Linked DNA regions of Gossypium hirsutum: region 1 is linked to region 2. A link is a contact called in public Hi-C data. All regions are on one chromosome and are shown on one strand. The core of a region is the stretch at or near the end of the contact, and the rest is flanking DNA. Distances in the headings are between cores, read along the strand shown.

What was found. Hi-C and Micro-C count contacts between places; a contact is called where the count stands out from the background.
Region 1: a contact with region 2 is called in a Hi-C map of leaf, with 2.6 times the contacts expected there. The contact joins the promoter of LOC107916797 here to the promoter of LOC107916754 in region 2. A contact is called at or near these places in 3 of 34 Hi-C or Micro-C datasets (hypocotyl and leaf).

The regions. Positions count from the first base shown.
Region 1 is chrA01:105,951,791-105,956,154 of Gossypium_hirsutum_v2.1, forward strand. LOC107916797 (thaumatin-like protein 1) reads left to right here and starts at 2,671. Exons shown (of 3, transcript XM_016846170.2): 1 at 2,671-3,185; 2 at 3,286-3,955; 3 at 4,054-4,364. The coding sequence starts at 3,113.
Region 2 is chrA01:105,752,285-105,756,662 of Gossypium_hirsutum_v2.1, forward strand. It overlaps LOC107916754 (glycine-rich protein 2), which reads left to right and starts at 1,587. Exons shown (of 1, transcript XM_016846121.2): 1 at 1,587-2,729. The coding sequence starts at 1,844. The coding sequence ends at 2,374.

The DNA.
Region 1 (4,364 bases), core at 1,421-3,920, 200 kb after region 2:
TGAATCAAACCATTTATTCACTTGTCTTGATTCGTCGAAATCCCTAAATTATGTTAATATCTCTTTCGAGACTAAAAACAACTAACTCTAGGTCGATTAATTGAAATCTCTTTCTAATTAAAACCCTTATTGTCGCATTAACTCGATCTATGGATTCTCTTATTAGATTTGACTCTAATCCGGCAGATTTATGTAGCCCTATTTCTAGGGTTGCATGCAACTCCGCTTAATTATGGTAGATCTACTCTTAACAGGGACTTTTGCTCCACTGAATAAGCACATCAACTTGAATTAATATCTTGAAAATATTAGATCAAGAATTAAGAACACATAATTAAGAACAAGAACAAGTATTTATCATTAAATTCAGAACATTAAATAATAAGATTCATCATAAGTTCCATCCTCCCTAGGTATTTAGGGAGTTTAGTTCATAATGTGAAAAGAAAACATCTCAAATTTAGAAAAACAATAAGACATAAAAAACCCAAATAAACTTCGAGAGAAATTTGAATAGAGATCTTCAATCTTGAAGTGGATCTACTTTCGAGATGATTCCAACGGCTTCCTTCGAGTAATTTCTGCTTTCTGCTCTGTGTGTCCCCTTAGGTCTTCTTCTAGTGTGTTTATATAGACTTTAGAGTGCTCAGAAACCCTAAAAATTAGCTTTTTCAGCGTGTTTGGGAACTAGGGAGCGATATCGACACGGGCTGTCACATGGGCGTGTGCTCAGCCCGTGTTGTCCGTTTTTGGCCCGTTTTTTTCTCCTTTTGTTCCCCTATGCTCTCCTAAGTATAAAACATGAAATTAAAGGATTAAGAGCATCAAATTCACTAAATTAGATAATAAATCATCCAAAAATATGCTAAGTATGGGATTAAAATGTGTTACTTTTATGGTTTATCAGAAAGAAATCTCATAAATCAATTTTTATCAATTGATTATAAATAAATAAAAATTTATCTTTTGAATAGCTTATGCAAATATTAAACTAGATTATATTTATAAATTTCTAAAATTTTATTAAAAGAATCAAAACTCAAAAATTTTATCAAAGAATTTCAAAGATTCAACATAGTATATACTTGAAATATCAAATTCATAAAATTAAAAAAGAAAAACGAATCAATCCAAAAATAATAAAGAATCAATGCATTCTCAATTATTCTCAGTAATATTAAACATGTCAATGATTCTCAGTAATATTAAAATATTAGCTTAAAATTTATTTTTACAACCAATTTATCCGTATTATATTCTCGAGCCTAACAATAACAAATGAAAAGAAGCTAAAAATAAGGCTCGTTTAGGGGAAGAAAATATTGGAAGAAAGTGAAGCTTAAGCTGATTTACTCGCAAAATCCAATTCTGGAAATTTCCCAAGCGTCATGCATACAATTGAAATAACTTTTACACATGCATTAGTGGATATACAGATCATGAGTTGATTTAGATGCTGGTGCAATAGACGAAATCATGAGTTGAATTGAGTGAAGCTGTTATTGCACAGGATTTTCCACCATAGCTTCATCTCTGACCAACTCTGGCTTGTCCTCAAAGCGGAAACTTTTTGAACTTGATTCAGGTTTACAACTTCTTTACATTCATTGACGTCGGTAACTTTATGCTTTCATGGTGGAGATGATGATGATTGGATTTCAGAATAAGAATGTTGGGAAAATCATTTAATTATATATTTTTAAGGATTAAATTGATAGAATTTGTAAATGTGGAGTGTCAAATTAATTGAATTATTTAGATTATGATCAAATTGGTAAAATATGAAAGTATTGAATACTAAATGTGTTATTATAACAATTAATAAAATTCACATCATCATTTCTATTAAAGATTTAATGAAGAGTGACTAAAACAAAAATAATTTAGAATGTTAGTGATAAAATTAATTTTTTTTATAATTGAGTAAATAATTGAATGACTAATTTTATAATTTTACAAAACAGCAGAAATCTTTCTAAATACCTTCTCCCATTTATTTTTTTCTTAGTAAATAAATGAAGAATAAGGGTTAAATGGAAGATATTTCAATAGTCAACTCTCTTACTCTCACATTGCTCTTCTTGTACCGGTTGCTTGACTTGGAGCTTACGTCTTATCAGAAAGATTTAACGTTTTATGAAATTTTATAAGCTGTTCAGGAAGGATAAGATCATCAATATATATATATATATTTTGGTAGAAATAAGATCATCAATCTTGATTCGATGCATAAATTCATGTAATTTGTTTCAATGGCGGAGCATTTAATGATGATAAAATTTATTTTTTGGTGTCAAATATTTTTGGTATGACTTGATTTTAGGCAATGTTACAATGTTGTTTTTGGACTTAATTTTTAATATAATCAAAATAATTGTATTAATTTACATATCAATAAAAGAAAAAAGATTTCTATTGCTGAAATCTGAAAAGAAACACCAAAAAAAAAGAGGTTGTGGTAAGTCTAAATTCCCTCTAATACATCATCAACCACCCAAAAGATGGTCGTCTTCTCTCAACTCAACCCCATATTGAGGTTCTTACCAAATTGCAGCTCTGGTCTTTTATCTAAACTAGGGTTGAGGTTTTGTTTGGAATTTCATACCCAGATTCTCCTCCCTGTATTACTATTTATTTGGGTTTACAACGAAAACGCTGCAAAGTCAAACAAAATAGACCAAATAATTGACCTTTTCTTTTGACAATTATGATGACAACAGTAACAAACAAACAGTACTTCCTACTTGAAGAAAATGAAGAAACCAAAAATAAAAGGGTTAACAAGTGAAAAGAAGGACAAGCCTAGGGGATTAAAAAAGAAAGCAAGATTAAGGAAGGATATAGGAATTAGTATTATATTACAATAGCAGTGGCTGTGTACTGATATGCACTCTCTCTATATCATTAACACTTTTGTCGGTTTTTAGTTGATCATTGATCCTCCTCTTTTCACTCTCTTCTTCGCTAATATCCTCTCCCGTGGAGTTCGGGGGGCATATTAATTACTTCACCCTCCCCTGCTTGTCCTTTCTTCTTCCATCATTCCTCATTTTTCTGCTTTGGAAATCTTCTAGGCTTGTAGCTAAGCTAAGCTAAACTAAACTTCGAAGACATGGATCTTCTTCACTCCTTTAGCTCATTAGCTCTTATTCTGTATCTCATTGTCTTAACTCTGAACTCTAAAGGTAACCCAGCTCTCTCCTTTTTTCTGGGAGTCTCTCAAGCATCGTGGTTTCTTATATTTACACTAAAAACCCCCATCTGTTTTTTCTTTCTTTCTTTCAGGTGCATTAGGTGCTTCTTTCACATTTGTCAATCGATGTGGCTACACGGTGTGGCCTGGGATATTAGCAAATGCAGGCAGTCCTACACTCGACAGCACTGGGTTCGAGCTACCAAAGGACTCGTCTCGTTCATTTCAAGCCCCAACTGGCTGGTCGGGTCGTTTTTGGGGTCGAACGGGCTGCACATTTGACGGATCCGGGTCTGGTACGTGCGTAACGGGCGACTGCGGGTCGGGTCAGATGGAATGTAACGGACTCGGAGCTGCTCCGCCCGTGACTCTGGCTGAGTTCACTCTGGGAACAGGAGGGCAAGATTTTTACGACGTCAGCCTTGTTGATGGCTACAATATCCCCACGATCGTTGAAGGCAGTGGTGGATCAGGTCTTTGTGCTTCGACGGGGTGTACAACTGACTTGAACCGTCAATGCCCGTCGGAGCTCCGGGTTGGGGACGGTGACGCTTGCAAGAGCGCGTGTGAGGCATTCGGGAGTCCCGAGTATTGTTGCAGTGGCGCGTATAGCACACCTGCCACATGTAAGCCTTCAGTTTATTCTGAGATGTTCAAGGCCGCTTGTCCCAGATCTTACAGCTATGCATACGATGATGCTACAAGCACTTTCACGTGTACTGGAGCAGATTATACGGTCACCTTTTGTCCCTCTTCTCCTAGGTAAATGAAAAAATTGCTGTCTAAACTCTGAATATGATGAAGATTATAGTGATTATTAACCCTTTTAATGTTTCCAACGATGTGGCATTTTGTTGCAGTCAAAAATCTTCGAGAGATGCTACGCCAGCTACAGAAGCTACCCCTGTGACAGGCTCAACGCCACAAGAGTCAGGGACACAACCCGGGTTAACTTATTCTGGTAATGGATATGGATATTCGGTTTCAGGGTACGGATACCCTGGTTCGGGTTCAAGTACTGGGTCAGGATCTGGGCAAACGATGTTGACAGATGGATCATGGTTAGCTGGTTTGGCAATGGGAGATTCACCAAGAACAATACCATCTCCCACTTTTCTGCTACCATTTGCACTCATGGCATCAACAGCATTGTGTTTCTTGTTTTCATTAG
Region 2 (4,378 bases), core at 337-2,836:
GAAGGATTCGAGGTAGAGAAGGCAATATGCAGCCATGGGTTATTCATGTTGGCCCCTAACTACTGGGATTCAATCTCCTGCTCCTTCTCTTGCCCTTTGCGTCCCCTTTGCGTCTCACTTCTCCTCCTTTTACAATCACTGTCCGTATCTTTTAGCGGCCCACTTCTTCTTCTTCCATTCTTTACCTCCGTATTTACTGTGCATCCTCCCTCTCTCCACCGCACCGCCACTCTCTCTTAAACCAAGTGCTTAGAATGCTGCGGTTGTCGGAGTCCGAGGAAAACAAGGTGAGAGAGTTTTGTAGTATTGTCCAAGCATTACATGAAGAAGAAGAAGCAACTGAGTATATGAGGAGTTTTAGTGGGAGAGTTTTCAGATCCCCTACTATGTTTGAAGACATGGTCAAGTGCATTCTTCTCTGTAATTACCAACTTTCATATATTATCCCTTTATCACCATTTAATTTTTTGCATTGTCCTTAACCTATTTGATATAATGCCGCTATATACACCTGGGGCCAAATTTAAATAAGAGCACCCTCTGCATTCTATAGGTTTTCAAGAACTTTGAGCATGGATAAGGCACTTTGTGAGCTTCAGTTTGAAATTCAACACCAAATTTCTAGTTCAAAGGCTGCTGAAGATGATTTCATTTCTAAAACACCATAGTGAAAGAGTCAAAGAGGAAGTTGAGGGTGTCTAAAGTTTCCATTCGTTTAGAAAGCAAATTCATAGAGTCTAAAGTAGATAATTTAGTGTTAGAGTCCAAAGAAGAAAAAGAGGAAACATTAATACTATTTTAATCACAAACAGTAATATTTTTTATTTTCAAAAAAAGAACAGAAAAAAATACAAAGCAGAGGTGAGACTGCTTCCTTTGATGCCGCTTGTCAGGTAGGCAATTTTGGTGTTGCCTGTTAGATAGACACCACCAATTTTTGAGTTGTGTTGGATTATACGTGTTATTTTAGTGCAGCCTATTAGTTATCCTCCATCAATATAATATTTTTTTGTTAACTGATTTTTGTCACGAAAAAATAAGTGGTGTCACCTCTACACCATCCTCTAACCAAAACAACCTTTTCCCGTAATTAATAGGAGTGAAATATCATTTTCAAATTTTTTATTTTATTTTATAACATTTGAGTAAAAAAACCCGTAAACTAGCCTTATTTTTATTATGGAAATTTCATTTAAATGGTAAAATAATATCTTATTGATATTTTGAAGTGTGATTTAAAAGCATAAAAAACATGCACTAGTAAAGTTTTAAAAAACAGCGACCCCATCGAAATGTCCCATCCGCTCAGTGTGACTTTCTTTAGTCCCTAATTTACCCTTTGACCAGATTAATTAATTAATTAAATCAGTAATCATGCAGATTAATTTCTCCGTGCAGTCCGCCAATAGATAAATAAGTACATAAATACGACAGGGTAGGATTGTCCTTTAGATCAGATTTTTGTTTTTACTGTGGGGTCCCATCAAAGTAACCCTTCTTTTTCTCTCTCAGGACTCCGGACTCTTTCGTAATTTCACATCCCCCCAAAAAAACCGATTTAGGTTTCCCATCGTAAAATCTGGCGCTTCATATTCATCCACCTTATCCTTAACCCCTAGCCGTCCGATCCCTTCCTATGAAACCCCGCCGTCGTTTTGGTTCGAATTAACTTTTGAAACAGAAGTAATTATTATTAATTATAATTCCCAAAGGCTGACGTGGCAGTCACACCTTTTGCATTCCTCTGATCTTCAATATAAAGTCCCGACCTCACTGAGACTTCGCTTTTGCGCCCCCCTTTTTCATTTCTGTGGTTTGTGAGTGTTGTTTTGGGATTTTGAAGATGGGTGAGAATAGGATGACCGGCAAGGTGAAGTGGTTCGATGACCAAAAGGGTTATGGCTTCATATCCCCTGACGACGGCGGCGACGATTTGTTTGTTCACCAGTCTTCCATCCGTTCCGAGGGTTTCCGTAGCCTTGCTGATGGTGAAGAGGTCGAGTACGTTGTCGAGTCTTCTGAAGGTCGCCCCAAGGCTATTGAGGTCACTGGCCCCAACGGCAACCCTGTTCGTGGATCATCTAGATCCGGACGCGGTGGCGGTGGTGGTGGTGGTTATGGCGGTTATGGCGGTGGATCCGGTGGTTATGGTGGAGGGGGAAGGAGAGGCGGTTATGGTGGAGGAGGCGGTGGTGGAGGCGCCGGATGTTATAAGTGTGGTGAGATGGGCCATTTAGCACGGGACTGTGGGCAGGGTAGCGGTGGCGGTGGAGGCAGATATGGCGGCGGAGGGGGCGGAGGAGGCGGCGGTGCTTGTTACAACTGTGGAGGCTCTGGGCATTTCGCTAGGGAGTGTCCCAACAGTGGTCGCTAATTTTGAGGGGGGATTTAAATGTGTCATTCGCATCTCCTCCGATCCATCCTTTTTTCCTCTTCCGCTACTGTTTGTGTCGGTTTCGTTATTATCGTATGGTTTGCTTTTTATGTTTTCCTTTTCCAGTTTATGCAGGACAATTTCTCTTAGTCAGTTTGCTGTTTTGTCTTTTTGGATTTTGAAGTTGGCAAATGGTTGTAATGAGTGCTTTCGTAGTAGTCTTACAGTGAGGGTGGACATTAGTGTCGATTGGAAAACAACAATGAAGAAGAAAATGATGTTAAAACTCACTGTCATCAAGTGTTTGTATCGATATCATATAAATACAAACTGATGGATGATGGTTTGGTTTCAATCCTTTTTCTTTTAATTTCAGTACTCTTTCATGAATTTCTTTATATAATGCTTAGATGTGATTTGTTTTGGTTACGTTCTGGTTGTAATGTGCCTTGAACCTGAAATTTGTGTTAATATGATTGAACCATAATTTACAACATTTTGACATTTTTAGCATGGTGCCCTTTGTTTCAAGGTTTCTTTTGTTTGTTTATATTCTTAGATGGGTAGGGACTCCTACTGTAATTTGTGTTAATATGATTGAACCATATTTTACAACATTTTGACATTTTTAGATGGTTGCCCTTTGTTTCAAGGATTGGGATTTGGGACTCATTGGTGAATAATGCAACATAACCTCCCCCGATTATGTGCTACTGCCTTGCTTTTTTTAATCCCAAGTGGTCCATTTTTCCATCTCTCTCTGCATTAACCCTTTTCTTGGTTTATGAGAGGGTTGAACAAAAGGTTAAATCATGATGGGTACTCTGTTCTCTAGTAAATTTTATGAGAACAATGGGAGGCACTTGGATAGGACTGCAAGAATGGTTGTATACCTCTTTGTTGCTATTCAGTTTAGAAACATGCATTGTTGGACCTTGTTTGTGGAAAAAATTGAAAGAAAAGTATAGAACCAAGTTGCAAAACTGAATTGATATGTTTAAAATGTCTATGGGAACATGGAAACTGAGGGGGGGGGTGTTAAGGTGGAGTAATCATTGTAGTTGGATATTGGGAGTAGTTGGAATTGCTTGGAGACATCTTTGTCCTACTTAGTCCCTACCTTTTATTACGGACAATATCGAGTAGGATGGTATATGGAAATTGGGGTAGTTCGGCCTAATGGCATCTCATTTCCAATCGCTAGCTCCTATGATGTCAATCCTTGGGTTTTGTCCTGCCAAGCTCCACTTTTCACGTATTCAACATTTTTTCCATACAAGATTGATACTTAATTCATCACGGCATTGTGGGTTTTTTTTTTATTTTTTTCACAGTTTTCTTTTGACTTTTAACATATATATTTTTCTCTCCGTCAATCAGAAGGATATGCGGATTTGAGTAATTGATTAATGGTTGAAGTTATAGACATTGTATAAGAAAATATATGCATACGACTCCAATTAGATGTGTTCCGCTGGAATGGTAGAATGCAAATGGCAAGAGCTTTGGCCTCTAAAATGATAAAATTACTTCGAAGGTTTTTTTTTTTTAAATTACAAAATTATAAATTTAGTATAGATGAGGATATGATAGAAACGTAATTTAATATGCTTGGCATGCAACCGTTGCGCCTTATTATTCACTCAGATACTCTCTTTAGTCGTATCAAAACCAAATATTTTCCTGATTGGGATTTGTTTACTGTTGATATGGGTTCTAATCCATCGTATACGTGGAGAATTATTTTTTTCAGCGAAGGGGCTGCTAGCTAGTGGCTATTGTTGGTGTTTGGGCGACGGCTTGACCATAAAGGTTTTCTATGAACCTTGGTTAGGGGACACAATTTTTGCATCGACTCCATACCTTTGTCGGGTTTGGAAAACTTGAGGGTGAATCAGTTATTCTCAATAGATGAAATGGCTCGGAATGTGGATTTTATGGAAGGCATCCTTACTCCTATTGATGTCAATGTGTAAGTGTTCACAAGCAGCAGGATAAGCTTAT